4 separate regions of the Mus musculus genome follow, and all the other regions are linked to region 1. The links are chromatin contacts, called in public Hi-C and promoter capture Hi-C maps. All regions are on one chromosome and are shown on one strand. The core of a region is the stretch at or near the end of the contact, and the rest is flanking DNA. Distances in the headings are between cores, read along the strand shown. Region 1 holds the start of Adamts6 (a disintegrin-like and metallopeptidase (reprolysin type) with thrombospondin type 1 motif, 6). Region 2 overlaps Adamts6 (a disintegrin-like and metallopeptidase (reprolysin type) with thrombospondin type 1 motif, 6). Region 3 overlaps Adamts6 (a disintegrin-like and metallopeptidase (reprolysin type) with thrombospondin type 1 motif, 6). Region 4 has its middle 250 kb from the start of Adamts6.

Evidence for each region. Promoter capture Hi-C pulls out the DNA fragments that hold promoters and counts their contacts. Hi-C and Micro-C count contacts between places; a contact is called where the count stands out from the background.
Region 2: a contact with region 1 is called in a promoter capture Hi-C map of liver, with 8 times the contacts expected there. The contact joins the enhancer-like site here to the promoter of Adamts6 in region 1. A contact is called at or near these places in 12 of 39 promoter capture datasets (the 3T3-L1 cell line, the C10 cell line, cranial neural crest and 7 more), 1 of 15 datasets of contacts at CTCF or cohesin (pro-B cells), 8 of 484 Hi-C or Micro-C datasets (the HL-1 cell line, the N1E-115 cell line, cerebellar granule neurons and 4 more), 10 of 115 datasets of contacts at active chromatin or transcription factors (the 230-238 cell line, acute myeloid leukemia, bone marrow-derived macrophages and 6 more) and 4 of 9 other capture datasets (adipose tissue, liver, macrophages and 1 more).
Region 3: a Hi-C map of pancreatic cancer cells shows a contact between it and region 1, with 2.6 times the contacts expected there. The contact joins the enhancer-like site here to the promoter of Adamts6 in region 1. A contact is called at or near these places in 11 of 39 promoter capture datasets (the 3T3-L1 cell line, 3T3-L1-derived adipocytes, the C10 cell line and 7 more), 10 of 484 Hi-C or Micro-C datasets (the 63-12 cell line, the C10 cell line, the C2C12 cell line and 6 more), 10 of 115 datasets of contacts at active chromatin or transcription factors (the 230-238 cell line, acute myeloid leukemia, bone marrow-derived macrophages and 6 more) and 4 of 9 other capture datasets (adipose tissue, liver, macrophages and 1 more).
Region 4: a Hi-C map of the N1E-115 cell line shows a contact between it and region 1, with 5 times the contacts expected there. The contact joins the enhancer-like site here to the promoter of Adamts6 in region 1. A contact is called at or near these places in 12 of 39 promoter capture datasets (the 3T3-L1 cell line, the C10 cell line, the HPC-7 cell line and 8 more), 3 of 484 Hi-C or Micro-C datasets (the G1E-ER4 cell line, the N1E-115 cell line and Th1 cells), 3 of 115 datasets of contacts at active chromatin or transcription factors (the 230-238 cell line and large pre-B cells) and 3 of 9 other capture datasets (adipose tissue, liver and pancreatic islet).

Annotation. Positions count from the first base shown.
Region 1 is chr13:104,286,513-104,290,003 of GRCm38.p6, reverse strand. Adamts6 (a disintegrin-like and metallopeptidase (reprolysin type) with thrombospondin type 1 motif, 6) reads right to left here and starts at 2,169. Exons shown (of 25, transcript NM_001081020.2): 1 at 2,004-2,169.
Region 2 is chr13:104,491,852-104,494,992 of GRCm38.p6, reverse strand. It overlaps Adamts6 (a disintegrin-like and metallopeptidase (reprolysin type) with thrombospondin type 1 motif, 6), which reads right to left. Exons shown (of 25, transcript NM_001081020.2): 25 at 1-1,398. The coding sequence ends at 1,289. Among named protein-coding and RNA genes, the nearest start is that of Adamts6, 210 kb to the right of the region's middle. Within about 2 kb of position 1,337, at least 16 of the 459 cell types and tissues checked have an H3K27ac peak or open chromatin away from gene starts, as enhancers often do. A contact at or near this core is called in the HL-1 cell line and liver, where this site is marked.
Region 3 is chr13:104,459,150-104,462,346 of GRCm38.p6, reverse strand. It overlaps Adamts6 (a disintegrin-like and metallopeptidase (reprolysin type) with thrombospondin type 1 motif, 6), which reads right to left. Exons shown (of 25, transcript NM_001081020.2): 21 at 1-119. Among named protein-coding and RNA genes, the nearest start is that of Adamts6, 170 kb to the right of the region's middle. Within about 2 kb of position 1,861, at least 33 of the 459 cell types and tissues checked have an H3K27ac peak or open chromatin away from gene starts, as enhancers often do. A contact at or near this core is called in the C2C12 cell line, adipose-derived mesenchymal stem cells, embryonic fibroblasts and 2 more, where this site is marked.
Region 4 is chr13:104,540,108-104,543,600 of GRCm38.p6, reverse strand. No RefSeq gene overlaps it. Among named protein-coding and RNA genes, the nearest start is that of Adamts6, 250 kb to the right of the region's middle. Within about 2 kb of position 2,185, at least 60 of the 459 cell types and tissues checked have an H3K27ac peak or open chromatin away from gene starts, as enhancers often do. A contact at or near this core is called in the G1E-ER4 cell line and the N1E-115 cell line, where this site is marked.

The DNA of each region.
Region 1 (3,491 bases), core at 920-3,419:
TAATTAACTATTTCCCAACTTTTTCCATCCATCTTAATTCTGGATGTTTCTTTTAAAGCTGATTTGGTTTCCATGGAAAAAGCAACAGTACCATGATCCTTTCAGGCTCTTTATTTTTAAACATGAAAAACCTTGCATTTCATTTTCAATTTTTTTCTCTCAACAAATACTTATTAACTATTGTATTCTAAAGACACAATAAGATTCTAATTATAAAAGATTTTGATCACTTATAAATTTTGTAAGATTTGTCACCAAAGAAAAGTATAATTAAACACAAGATCAAAACTTATCTATTAAGAAAAGCAACAATACAAAACAAAATTCCTCAAAATAAATCTCTAAATTCCATAATTCTCTCAAAGCTAAAGGTAAATACTTGTATTGAAACATTTTTTTTTTTCGTTAAAAAATGACTTTTCTCTTCCTTGGTATTAGTGTAAAATACTGATAACCAACTTTGGTTTTGGATTTGTTTTTGTAAAACTATGACAAATTATCTACATCTTTTTTCTCCCCCTTCCCACAAAATCCAAATATGCTATTACCTTTCCTCAATATGATAACTCAATTCATCTGTTGCTAAGCTCACAAACAGCAAGATTTGGCACACAGACCCACCCTAAACCACTAGTAGCTACTTTTGGTTGCTAAGGAAATGAAGAGGAAGTAGTAAAAACAGACAAGAATAGAGAGAAATTTTGCAGGTTTTTAGACTAAACATAAAAATTATTTACAATATTTCAGTCTTAAATGATTGGAAGATTTACTCTGAGGAATAACAAAAAATATTAATATAACTACACAGAAAAATTTGCTGCCAGTTGTGATAAATGAATGATTTGCTTTAATGTAGCACACTCCAAAAACATCACTACTATTCACATGTAAGCATCAGGTTAATATAAACAAGGCTGCACTGCTGCTTTGGGGAAAATAATCATCTTCAAAATTAATTTTCTAAGACGCCTTTAAGTTTTACATTGCCTTTCTTTCCCTGTCATGAATTTTAAGGGCTCCAAATTCACCACTAAATAGTTCAGTCTAATCAAAATAATCTTAAGAAAAGAAATGAAAAAGAAAGAAAAAATAGTACAAAAATTCTGAACACAAGAGAGTAAATTGAAAATTATATTCAGTGTATTTTTTTAAAGTTCCAAGCAATGGTTTGGTTTCCCTTTTCTCCCCTCTTCTCTGCACACCCTCCCACACACAACCCCCCTTCCCATTCCACCTCATCCAGACAGAGGGTAACAGTCTGAGCTGCCCTGGTTGAGTTGATCCTAAAGTTAACATTCAGCAGCCCATTTCCAGACAGCAGCGCTAAATCTATTTGGATAAAACGCGTGTGACCCAGACAGTTGGCATTTGGCCCAAACGCGTTGCACCAGCAGCTCAAATAAAAACAAGAGTAAGAAACTTACTCTCTTGTTCCCTCTCAGTGTGCTTTCTTACTCTGGCTTGCTCTCTTTGCCCCTAATACAAGTGGACAGCTTATCAAAAACATGAATTATAGCATATATTATCAGAAAGATTTTCCAATACTCCCTTCAGCACTCTTGTTCTCTCTCCCCAGTCACTGAACTTCAGTCTTATATACCATATATACAGACATACTCTGATAAACAAGGCTCCAGAGAGTTATGAGTCTAGCATGGCCCAAGTGGGCAAAAGTAAATCAAAACCACACGCTTTCATCTCTTTGATTAGCCTATTAAGAGCTTAACATATCCTAGAGCATCGGTGCTCAGCCAGCACACTACTGCTACCCTGAGAGCACAGGCATGAAATATGCACTTGTCTGAATACTAAAGACACTGACATGAAACGGATTCTCAGAAGGCAATTTCATAAGTCTGGAAATCGATTAAAAACACACATCATCATTACCTTCTCCACGCTATCTGGTGATTAGTTAAAAGTCCACGATGATCATAATCAAGTCCACTTCGCACAACATGCAAATTCATACAATAAGCGCGTATTTTCACATTATAAAATACCTGTAAGCCCCGGAATTTTACATCCACGAGTAGACTAGAGTTTAAAAGATTTCTATCTGTAATGTGAGTTTAGTGAAACTCACTTCTTGCCATAAAGCACGCACGCGCGCGCAGACACAACACAGAGAGTGAGAGAGAGAGAGAGAGAGAGAGAGAGAGAGAGAGAGAGAAGAGGGGGAGGGAGAGAGAGAGAGGGAGAGAAGGGGAGAGAGGGAGAGGGAGAGGGAGAGAGAGACAGAGAGAGAATATCTAAGCGTTTTTCGGAAGATAAGCAAAGCACAAGTTGTTGGGTTTTTTTTTTTAAGGTTTCATTGAATATTGTGAAGTCTTCCTTACCGTTTTCATCTTCAAATTCTGATAAAAAGTAAATTTCAAACAATAGAGATTGCACTGGACGACTCACGTATTCTTTTCTGTCTTTTCTTTTTGCCTGCCCGCCCCCCCTTGCAAAGCCACACCAGCCAGTTATTCTGCAGCCAGAATAAAACCCTATAGTCTCGCTAACTGGAGTTTTAAAGAACAGACTTTCCGATTTGGCAGTTAAAAAAAAAAAAAAAGAAAAGAAAAGAAAAAAAGAAAAGAAAAGAAAAAAATCCGTTCAATACATCCAAGGCTATCAACCTGAGAAGTGCTTTGCAACCCCCAACTCCCTCCCTCCCCCCACCCACCCCCCCTCAAAAAAAAAAAAAAAGGAAAAAAGAAAGAGGAGGGGAAAGGCTTATTAGGGGTGGAAGTGGTGCCCTCTCTTCCTGGACAGCTTAGTGCCTTTGCTATGCAAATAACATGTGCAGAGCATCAAAAGGTATCAGGAGAGAGAAGACAAGAGGAGCAGGAAGGGCAGGAAAAGTTTTGTTGAAGTAGCCCTCGAGCTCACTGCCGGCCCCAAGCCAACTTCAATTGCAGCAGAAGAAAATTTTGGCAGCTTTCCTCAGAGGCAGAACAAACTGACGTCAGTCTGCAGATGTGCCTCGGCTGCGTCGGGTGCGCATGTGTCCTGGGTCGTCACGTGGAGGGGGAGGGGAAGTAGAGGTACAATCGGGGTATCCAACCACCAGCCATTCAGAAGGGCTTAGACAATGTCAACTTTTCCACCCTGTGAATGAGAGAAACTCCGGCCCTCTAACCTCTCTCCCCTAACCCACCCCGCCTATTTCCTCCTCCTCTAACCTCTTGCGGAGTCTTGTCTGGTTTGTTATTTACAGTTTCTTGGAAAAAGGAAAGGCACGGGGTAGGGGGTGGGGGATGGGGTGGGTAGACTAATGTCACTGTTAGAATTTTTGGTGTCATTCTCTGACTTTTGTTTGTTTGTTTTATTTTAATTTCTGCAGTAAATATTTAAAAGTTATTCATAAATTTTGTCATGTAAGGAGTCAGATCAGTAGAGCAAAATTTCAAGACTTAAAGACATGAACAAAACGCCTGTGTGTTGAATATATACTTCAACAAGTGAAAATACCACCAAAAGAATAAAAAGGAAACGAAATTGAG
Region 2 (3,141 bases), core at 88-2,587, 210 kb before region 1:
ATATCTATAAAAATTATGTGACTTCTAAACTTATAGTTTGTGATCTTTCTTCATGGAGCTTTTCTTCTTTGGTTGTTATCCTTCCCTACTTTAAAACTCACAGAAACAGCACATTTATATGCAAGCAAACTCACCTGTTTCCCCACTCAGGAATGTCTGCACACACACACACATACACACACGTATACACTTGCTCTCATATAAATAAATGCCCTTCTACCATATCAAAGAAGGGACATCTGGAACCCATCGGACTGTCAGCAAATGGTAAAGGGCCTGCCTGGTTATTACTAAGCCAGCTTATCTTTCCGCATGGCATCATCTCCATAAGCTCACCATGCATGCAACAGCCGAGCAGGGCAGAAGCTGATCTGTGGCTGGTGGGGATGTAAACACGAAGGAGTCTCGGTGACTCAAATAAGGCATCCCACTGACGGCTGCAAGGGCCTGGTGCTTCAGTCTCTGCCATGCCTTAGGTCTGGCTTCTGCATGAAATTGAAATGTTTTTCTCTTAAAGTTTTAATGGAAATCTCAGCCTCCCTTGCACAATGGCAAGTTGGCCACAGACTCTTAGCACTGAGTTTATAGACTTGCACAGCTGCAGCAATTGCTGCGCAGCTTCAAACCAAGTCCCTCACTGTTTAATAGAGTTTATACATGGCTCACAGCAGTGCTCAGAACAGGGGTTATTCCTAAGGAAACTGAGTGGGACAAAGAAAAATAATACACACTTTCATTACTTTTGATTTATAATTGTTTCTTAAATTACAGTTTAAAGCCCATTTTATAATTTAAATCGTGGTGCTATTGTGGTGTGATAAAGAGTAGTAAATATTTTTAAGCTATGACTTAAGAATTCTGAATCTCTTCTACTTTCATAGTTAACCAAGTCATAATAACTACATTTTAAACAGTCTTAAATACAAATGGATTCAGTGTCATTGCTAAGTCCATAATAAAAATTATCTTAATGGTCCAGGGAGGTAAACAGGCTGTTAGATTTACTCGAAAGAACACAAACGCTCCACAGTAAGCAAGTTTCCTGTGTTGTTTGGATCTCTCAGATCTGGCAGTCCCTCCTGATACCGTGTCCAGCACTTTGGATCAATAAATCCCACTTCACAGAAGTTAAAATAATATTGAAATCCTGTCAGCTGGGGCTGACCAGTGGTTACATTTTCCACAGGGTAATGCTTTTGTAAGGACATCCATCCACTTCCTCTGGGTGGTTCTCTTTGATGGACGCATTTCCACGATGAAATGACAGGACTCTCTGGCTTTCTGCGGGTCAGTGTCCTTGGCAGGTCTTACAACACATCTGTCTGAAGTATGCTCGACTGCAGAACTTGAACTTCAGCACCAGTGGGCAATAAGCCACTTTGTTCACATCTTTGCACTCTAGCAAATGGAGGCAGAAAGTGGGAAACAATTAGAGTCACATAAACAAGCTGATAAGCCTGCCCAGCTAACAGGGATGCCACTGGCTGATCTACCTTCACGTGTATGTTCCTGTGACTTTTTTAAAAAAAGATTTTGTTTTTGTTTTTAAGCACACTGTCTGGAACAGCCTACCAGAAACATTCTTTTGGTATATTTTAACACAATTTTTAAAAAATGCAAGGCTTTTCTCCCAGACTTTTATAAGTGTGGTGCATGCCCACTGTGTCTTGAAAGAATTGCCATTTGTTGGGATGAGTGATCATTTTAGACATCTTGGACACATGAGTCATTTTTCTTACAGTGCTTTTATTGCTTCTTTCTCAAGGGTTATTTTATTCAATGTGTAAGGTTATCCAGAATCAAACATGAGTTACATTGTTTGATACTGAAGTCCACACGTCTCTCAGTAATACTGCATGCAAAGGATGGCAGACAGTGGTCTGGACCCAGCAGCTCCACTACCAGAAGGAGAGCTGTGAGGGGCTGGCCTCCGAGGACAGCAGCCTGTGGGCTTTGGAAACGTAGAAACGTCTTTTTTTTTTTTTTTAATTTGGAAGTGAGCTATGGCCTTCTTTGCTCCTGTTTGTATTTTCTCACCAGTGTTAGAGTGCCCACAGCTGCAGTATGCAGCTCTTGCAACCAGAAGGTGAACGAGTCTTTCCCTCACCTCCCACGGGGACTGAGCATTTTGACAGAAGCCACACCTTCCTCTTCCATCAGTACAACACATTACTGCAAAGGTGACTCCTCTCCAGTATTATAGTTATTTTATTTGGGGGTTTAAAATTATTTGGGAACACAGTAATTAAATTTTCACATTCCTCCACCGGATTATACTGAAGTATCCTGAGAAACTACTTAAGGCAATTCAGACTCCTGCATTTTAAACAGTGCAAAAGTTGAAAGATGTAAGGAGGGGCATGAAGACGTCACATTTAAGCTTGCACTGAGAAAGGAAATCAGACGGCAGTGCACCATCTTCTGCAGAGTGGAGAACGGTAAGTGGAGGAGACAGAAGTGCTGCTGCTGTCACTGGTAATTAGGGATTAGTGTCCCTCATGCCTGACTTTAGGAAGGAAGCAAGAGGATGAACGGTAACCTTCTCAATGAAGATACAGATTTCAATCACTGCTGAGAAAATATTGCCCCCAGAGACACAAATCAGCTTGGAGACCAAAGAGAGAGCAATATTCTTTGGGTTACAACTTTATTGGAAGAATCATGACTCCATTTTTGGAAGATATGTTAGATCTGGAAAATTGAGTTGAGCAAAATGTGAGTAAATACAGACATTTTAACCCTTTGATTTCGACTTTGTGAACAGATTTTTTAAAATGTATAATGAATAAAATGGAGTATTTATAAATTCTCCTTTTTCTACCCACCCAAATATAAATAGTGGAGGATTTTTCCATGGGTAGGTGCTGGACTTTAAACTGCAAGTGGAGGCCATAAACTATATCTAGTCCACAGGGGTGGGATGCAAGTGGGTATTAGCCCAGGTGTTCTTCCCTAAACTTCTGAATACCCTTGTTAAGTTAGTTCTCAATTAACTTCATTGGAAGCAGAAAATCATCAGGTCCTAGAAGCAGGATCAAGCTTAGAGAGGTGGGAGCTGATTGCAAGTGAGCACACAAGGACAGGAAGGTGTGAAACCAGTGAGGCTGTGATGATCTCTGGCTTAGCCTCTTCTAACGTTCA
Region 3 (3,197 bases), core at 612-3,111, 170 kb before region 1:
AGGCTCAGTGTTGCAGGCTCTTTGATTTTCAGGTGGCTTACTGTCAGGATCACAGAAATTGTTCTGGACAATGGAGTTGTCATCCAATCTTTTACAGACCACTTCTTGTCTTTGGACACCTTTAAAAAAAGGAATGGCATCCTTAATTGGAGAGTAGTTTCCCTTCCAAAAGGTGAGGCAAGTATTGCTTTCATCTGGGAAGCCAAGCTCACTGGATCACTGCTGTCCTATCTGCTCTGAAACACTTGTCTAGTTCTCTAAACAGGACAGAAGTGTTGCCGATTATAGTCAAACTTTAGACAAAAATAATTGTTTTCGTATTCAGAACCACAGATGTTTTGAAGCTGCAATTAATGTTTCCATTTTATGTACATCTTCATGGTTTCCTTAAAAAAATCCTTGAATTTTCCAAAATAGGATATAAAATGTATTAATATACATTTTAGTATAAGACAATGCATGCATATGCATATGTATTTAAAAACAAAGCAACAGGGACTAATTTACTTTCTGACATTTTATAGGACAGGATAAAACAAGGTCATTTTAAATTATGAATATATCACATCCACACATTTCACTTATTTCCTTCCATTTATGATTGCATCTTTCTAAGAGCTCATCAAGTTAGAGGTAATGGACCACTTTTGGACTGCAAGAAACTGGTCTGTTTTATTGTAACAGACTTGGATACCTTTTGATTATACCACTGTCAAAGGTAAAATACATAGTTTGTTGTAATATTAATTTACAAAATGCTTATTTTGTTCTTAAATATTAGTCCATGTGACTTATTAGCATAACTAAAAACATTCTCATTTTACAATTTACAAAATTCTTATGCATATGCTTATGATTATTAGCAGACATATCCACTACAACTTGGTCATACTTCACAAAATGCAATCACACACACACACACACACACACACACACACACACAGACTTTTATTTATAAACATCCTTTGTGAAGAGATTTAATATATAACCATTTTGCTTTAGTATCAGGAATCAAGCAAGGAGACATATTTCACAATATCAGAGAAAAGCAAGTTTCAGATCATACGAAAGGCGTCATTCATTCATTATTAACAATTTCATCTTGGAAATGGGCATCAAAGCAGAAGGGAAGCTCTTTCCTGAACTTCCCCTCCCCTTCCCTATGGACACAAAAGGTGAATGTAAAAGCAGCACTCACAGCATTCAGGGAAGCACAGATTTACATACCAGCTAATTCTATATGTTCTTCCATCAGTCTACCTGCCTACCTGTCTCCCTCTTTCCATCCATCTCTTCTTTTCTTCTGGTTATTTTTAAAATGTAATAACCTATTTTTAAAAAGAAATTTGTTCACAAACGTGGGAGTTCTTATGAAAAAGGATCTTTTGATGAAGGAAAATTTCCCGGGAAGAACTAGGCTTCTCCCAAGGCTGCTTATGTCTCGGGCATGAATCAGTTGTCTTGTGTTGGTCACATTCAACTAATCCCTTTGAATATAAGAGATTGATAGGAAAATCTATTAAGTCTATTGATCTCAGCAGACTAACTTCTGTAGCTACCATCTCAATGGTGAGTTGTTGAAGAAGGTATATCTTATTGCTTTCAGTGACTCAAGACTCCTAGGATCACCTTCAGTAACATGTTTTTAGGGGTCTAAAATATAGTCCAACAGTTTACTGGCAAATGTCTTAAGGTTGTATTCATTCCCTCCCAATCCCTAGAATAGCAAATGACAGCAGTGGAATTTTTTAACTATTGAAATTAAATGTTTGAGGGAAGAATGATTCACAAGAAGCATAGCTGTGATCCGCTCTCAGATGCTCCATGTTTCATCACATTACCTCTGCATTGTGTCATTCCTGTGGGCAGATAACTATAGCCATGTGGCTACCTAGTCACATACCTCCACTGTTAGTCACAGGGCTCAGCTACTGACATTGCTACAAAAAGCAATATATCCAGTTGAAGGAAATGTTTGTTTATATCAAGAGCAGGCATCACTTTTTTAGGTTTAGCATGTATTTCTAAAAGGCATTAAATGTGGCTACTCTTGGAACAAAAATGCTGGCCTTTAATACAATATGTCGGTTGATTCTCAGAATAAACATTGAAACTATGAAATGGAGTCTATGCTGCTTAATTTCAGTGACAGAAACTGTAAGTTAGTTTCTAAAAGTTAAGATAAAAGTTCAGTGTCTTTAAGAGAGCATTACAAATGCATTTGCTTAAAGCAGCCTTTATTTTTAAAGCAGGCCCTATGCAGCTTGAATCTCAGGTCAGACTAGTATAAGTAATTAGTAGATATTTACATTTCACTTTTATATAAATTATAGCTATGTATGTATTTTCAAAAATGTTTTCTAGGTAATATTTACTGTTAAAACTTAAGAAAACAGGCAAAACCACAGTGAATCAAATAAATATTGAGAATAGTCTCATGTCATTGTTCTGGAGACTAGATCTCTTTGGTTATTAAGACCCAGCGACTGTACCTTAACAATACATAGGCTCACAAGAAAATCTGCCACCTCAATGTGGTTGCTGTATCATTCACTCCGAACAAAATATAAGACACTTGTGCTTCTTAAACAATTTTGAACTTCATATTAAGCATTAAAAGTTGACTCATCTTTGGCTGTACATTCCATATATCCTTAAGAACTAGGAACTAAGGGGCTTCTAGGTTTTTATAATTTCAATATGCTATTTTTTGATAAATGAAAATTAATGTCCTCGAAAAGATAACTAAAATTATTTTATATTTTACAAAGATATTTTTCCTTACACTCATTAATTTTCTTCTAAAATGCTGTACCAATGTGGCATTAACATATTTCAAATCACCCCACAGCATTACATTGTGTTCATTTAATAGCGTTCATATTTTCAGCTTGTATCCGTACACTTGGCAGGTTGATTGCTTTTCTGTTTTGATCTTAAGTCAGTATTAACAGGATAACCATAAACAAATGAACCTAAATGGATTGATTTTTAAACACAGTGTTTAATTAAAGGTGAATATAACTTTTAACTTCAGAAAGTAGAAAATACAATGGAAATAATCTAAGTGAACAAGAAAAATGGAGTTTAGAATGTTTCCATATGGCAGCCAGTCCCACAACACCCAGAGGAAGCTCCAGTCCCAGGCGCTCTAACACACCCAGGATCAGAGGATCAGAGGTGAGGATGACACAACA
Region 4 (3,493 bases), core at 936-3,435, 250 kb before region 1:
TCTGTTCCTTAATGGACTCACATTTTTTTACTCAACAGTGCTGTACAGAGGTGTTAACTTTTTCTATGGCTTTCCTCGGAGAGGCTAAGGCAACAGTGGCCGCTGGGAGACGGTGTGGCACAATCTGAGGGCCCTTCCATTTTGCCACAAAAGTCCAGTCCCACGAAGCCTAAAGACACCCAATCAGTGGAAAGGATTCTTGGTTTTTATGTCCCAAGAAGAATGTGTAACATTCAGAAAAAGCCCACACCCACATTGTTCTGTAAGCGTCTTCCTTACTAGGCAGTGGGCACCACCAGCTTCTATAAGCCTAGCATTATCAGGAAATAATTCAGAAATGCACACTGAAGGAGTTCTGCTACAAATGGTATTTATTACTTCAAAAGGGAGAATTGTTTTCCCTTTTATGGTATCTAAGATATCCATTTTTTTTTTTTTTGAAACCGTCTTCCCAGCACATTACAAATGACTTCAGAGTTGGGAAATGCTCCTTGCTAGGAAGACAAAGTTTGGTCCCTAAGATCTGATGGGAAGATTGTTTATTTGGGCAAACTGCATTCTTCTGTCAGTGAGGCCTAAGGAGTTTACTATTAATCCCAAATGTAAACCCTACTTAAGAGACACTGCTTACAGAGGGAGACTACTATTTAACTCTGGTGTTCAGAGCACATCTTGTAAACTCCTCCAGAAAAGGAGAGCGCTGCTGTTAGTGGGGAGGCACCTCACGTTGGGAATTCTAGTGGCTGCCTTAGGTGATCTGAACTCACTGCATCTTCCATTTCTACTCCATCAGACTTCCCTCGACTCATATGAGGATTTCTCCTGTAGCTGAACACGTGCCAAGTCTAGAGGGGCAAAGCAAGAGACCGGAAATGGTAGCCGTTCTTCCTGACGTGGGAACTTTTCCCTTTCCTGCTCTCAAGAGTTCCTTTCCAGAGAACCCAAGGGACTGGAAAGGCTGCAACAGTAGGCTCACTAGTCTTCCGAGCAAGGAAGCACTCTGGCCTACTGCAGGGCAGACCCATGCTGGAGGGGCAGGAAGGAGGAAGGAAGCAGAGCTTAGGTCCTTCCTCCTCTTGCCACAGATTCTCTAGGTAGTTCCTTTTTCCTCTCTCCCTTCTCCAAGTCTCCTCCCCTTCCTTCTCCTCCTCCTCCTCCTCCTCCTTCTCATCTCCTTCCTCTCTCTCCTCCCCTCCCCTCTCCTCACCATGCCTCGGGTACTCAAGACACCCAGCTAGAAGAAACCTTGCTCTGTAGTTTCCCTGTACCTAAGTGTTCTTGTAAGTGAAGGGAAAGAAGGAGACACTTCACCCAGAGCAGAGTCCTTAAGAAGGCTGGCAGCAGGATTTGCCAGCCCTGTGGTCTTGCCTCCACCAGGCACTCCGGCTAAGGCCTTTCAAGGTTTCAATAAAAAGTGGAACGAAGCCCCTGGCCTTAGAACGTTCCAGGGCAGCAGGCACGAGCCCCGTCCCACACCCTCTCTGCTTCCTCCTTTGCAGGTCTCTGGACCAAAGACCCGCTACCTCTTATCAACTCTGCTCTTCACAATGGGAACATCCTCCTGGAATTTCTTTAAAACTCTTTTTTAAAAAGTTATTTAGATCTATTTATGTTTTCTGTGTATGAGTGTTTTGCCTGCGTGTATGTATGGGCCCTATGTGCTCAGAGGTCAGAACTCGACATTGGATCCCCTGCGGCTTGAGTTAGGGGATGGTTGTGAGCCACCTCTTCTTTTTCTATTTTCTTCCAGACGCTCAAGGAAGCCCCAGGTGTGTCCCCATGCCAACCTTCTGCGACCCAAACATCTGGGTTCCTCAAAGTCAGTTTAACTTTTAACTTCAGGGCCTTAGAGTAGCAAAGTTGTGTGTTCGCGCGCGTGCGTGTGCGTGTGCGTGCGTGTGTGTGCGTGCGTGCGTGCGTGCGTGCGTGCGTGCGTGCGTGCGTGCGTGCGTGTGTGTGTGTGTGTGTGTGTGTGTGTGTGTGTTCAAAGCTTTAAGAAACAAGACCACTGCTTCCAAAAGGCTCGGGCTTCTGGAGGTTTCTATCCACAGGGTGATAACAGATCTTGAAACAGGATCTTTGTAATCTGGTTCACTTTGCATTTCTCCTCATAAAGCTACACAGTAACAGCCAAGGGCTATGAATACACTTAGGTAGGAGAAGATAGAGAGGAGACATAAAGAGCAGAGCTGTACCCCTGGCGTTGCCTCTTTCTGTAGGCTCTCACAGCCCAGCAGGCCATAGCACTCACGGCAGGCTGCAGCCTAATTCTGTGGGCAGACTGCAGCCTCTCCCCTTTCAAGGTTGTCTTACACAAGCTTAGTTGCAGTTTTCCAGATACTCGGCCTGGTCCTGGGCCACCTTCTCCAGTAAGAGACACCCCTCCCCTTCCTCCCCACCCCAGGATGCGATCTGTCTGTAGCCAACATGCTTTCCAAGTTTTGGAGCAGGCCACCTGGAAATACAGAGATAACCTGGTGAAATACGGGATTTACAGGGGGCCGGGGTGCACTGTGTGGGTGGGTGGGGACAGCGGAGGGGTGTGGCTGCACATGTCCGGCCCTGGATGATGAAACTGGGAGGTAATATATGAGCCCTGGGAGACCACAAGGGGAATACTATGTTCCTCATTGCCTCCCAAGGAAGATGAACATAATGAGCTGGCTGTGTTTCAGAGAAGAGCAATTAAGATGATTAAGGGACCAGAGGGAGTGACTTAGGGGGAGAGATTAAAGGTATTAAGCATGTATACCTTGGCTGGGCTCAAAGCAGAGGGAATGTTGAAACTCCATAAGCACCCTCAGATTATAAACATCAGGAGAAGGGGAATTGTTTCACAGGGTCCCTGAAGGATGTTACTGGAAGTAATGGGACGGAAGCAAAGAAAACAACTACCTGTTGCAGGCAGCTTCCTAACAGAGCCAGACGCCACAAGTGCAGGGTCATAACTAACACTTTGTTTCTTAAAAAACAACAACAACAACAAAAAACAAATAGAAACACAGTATTACAGGGTAGACCTTAGATAGCAGAGACAGATCTCAAAGAGACCAGACGCCTTGAAGGAAAAATTGGTAAAACTAGACAATGATTTTGTTTTTTAGAGTCTCAGCAGGAAAGGCTCCCTGTTCACTGACGTTAATTATTACTTGTTTTAACATAGCATTTGAAGTGTTACTCTGTTGCACGGTTGCCTTCTATAGTGATCTAGCAAGGCTTGTCTCCTTAATACTCTGGAATAGTCCCTCCTTTGTGCATGAAATCCCTAAGCTGTATCTCTTTGCCTTGCCCTACTCCCGAGCTGTTAAATCTTACCCACTTTTTCAAAATCTTCCCCTTTGGGCCTCTCCAAGCGCTTTGTCTCTTCCTAATTTCGGTATGCTCTATCCATCACACACTATTAAGATTAATAGCTAGTATAATGGGTTGTCAACTTGATTGGCTCTGGAGTCAATCGAAAGGCAAGCCACAGGACACTCCTGTGAAGGGATTT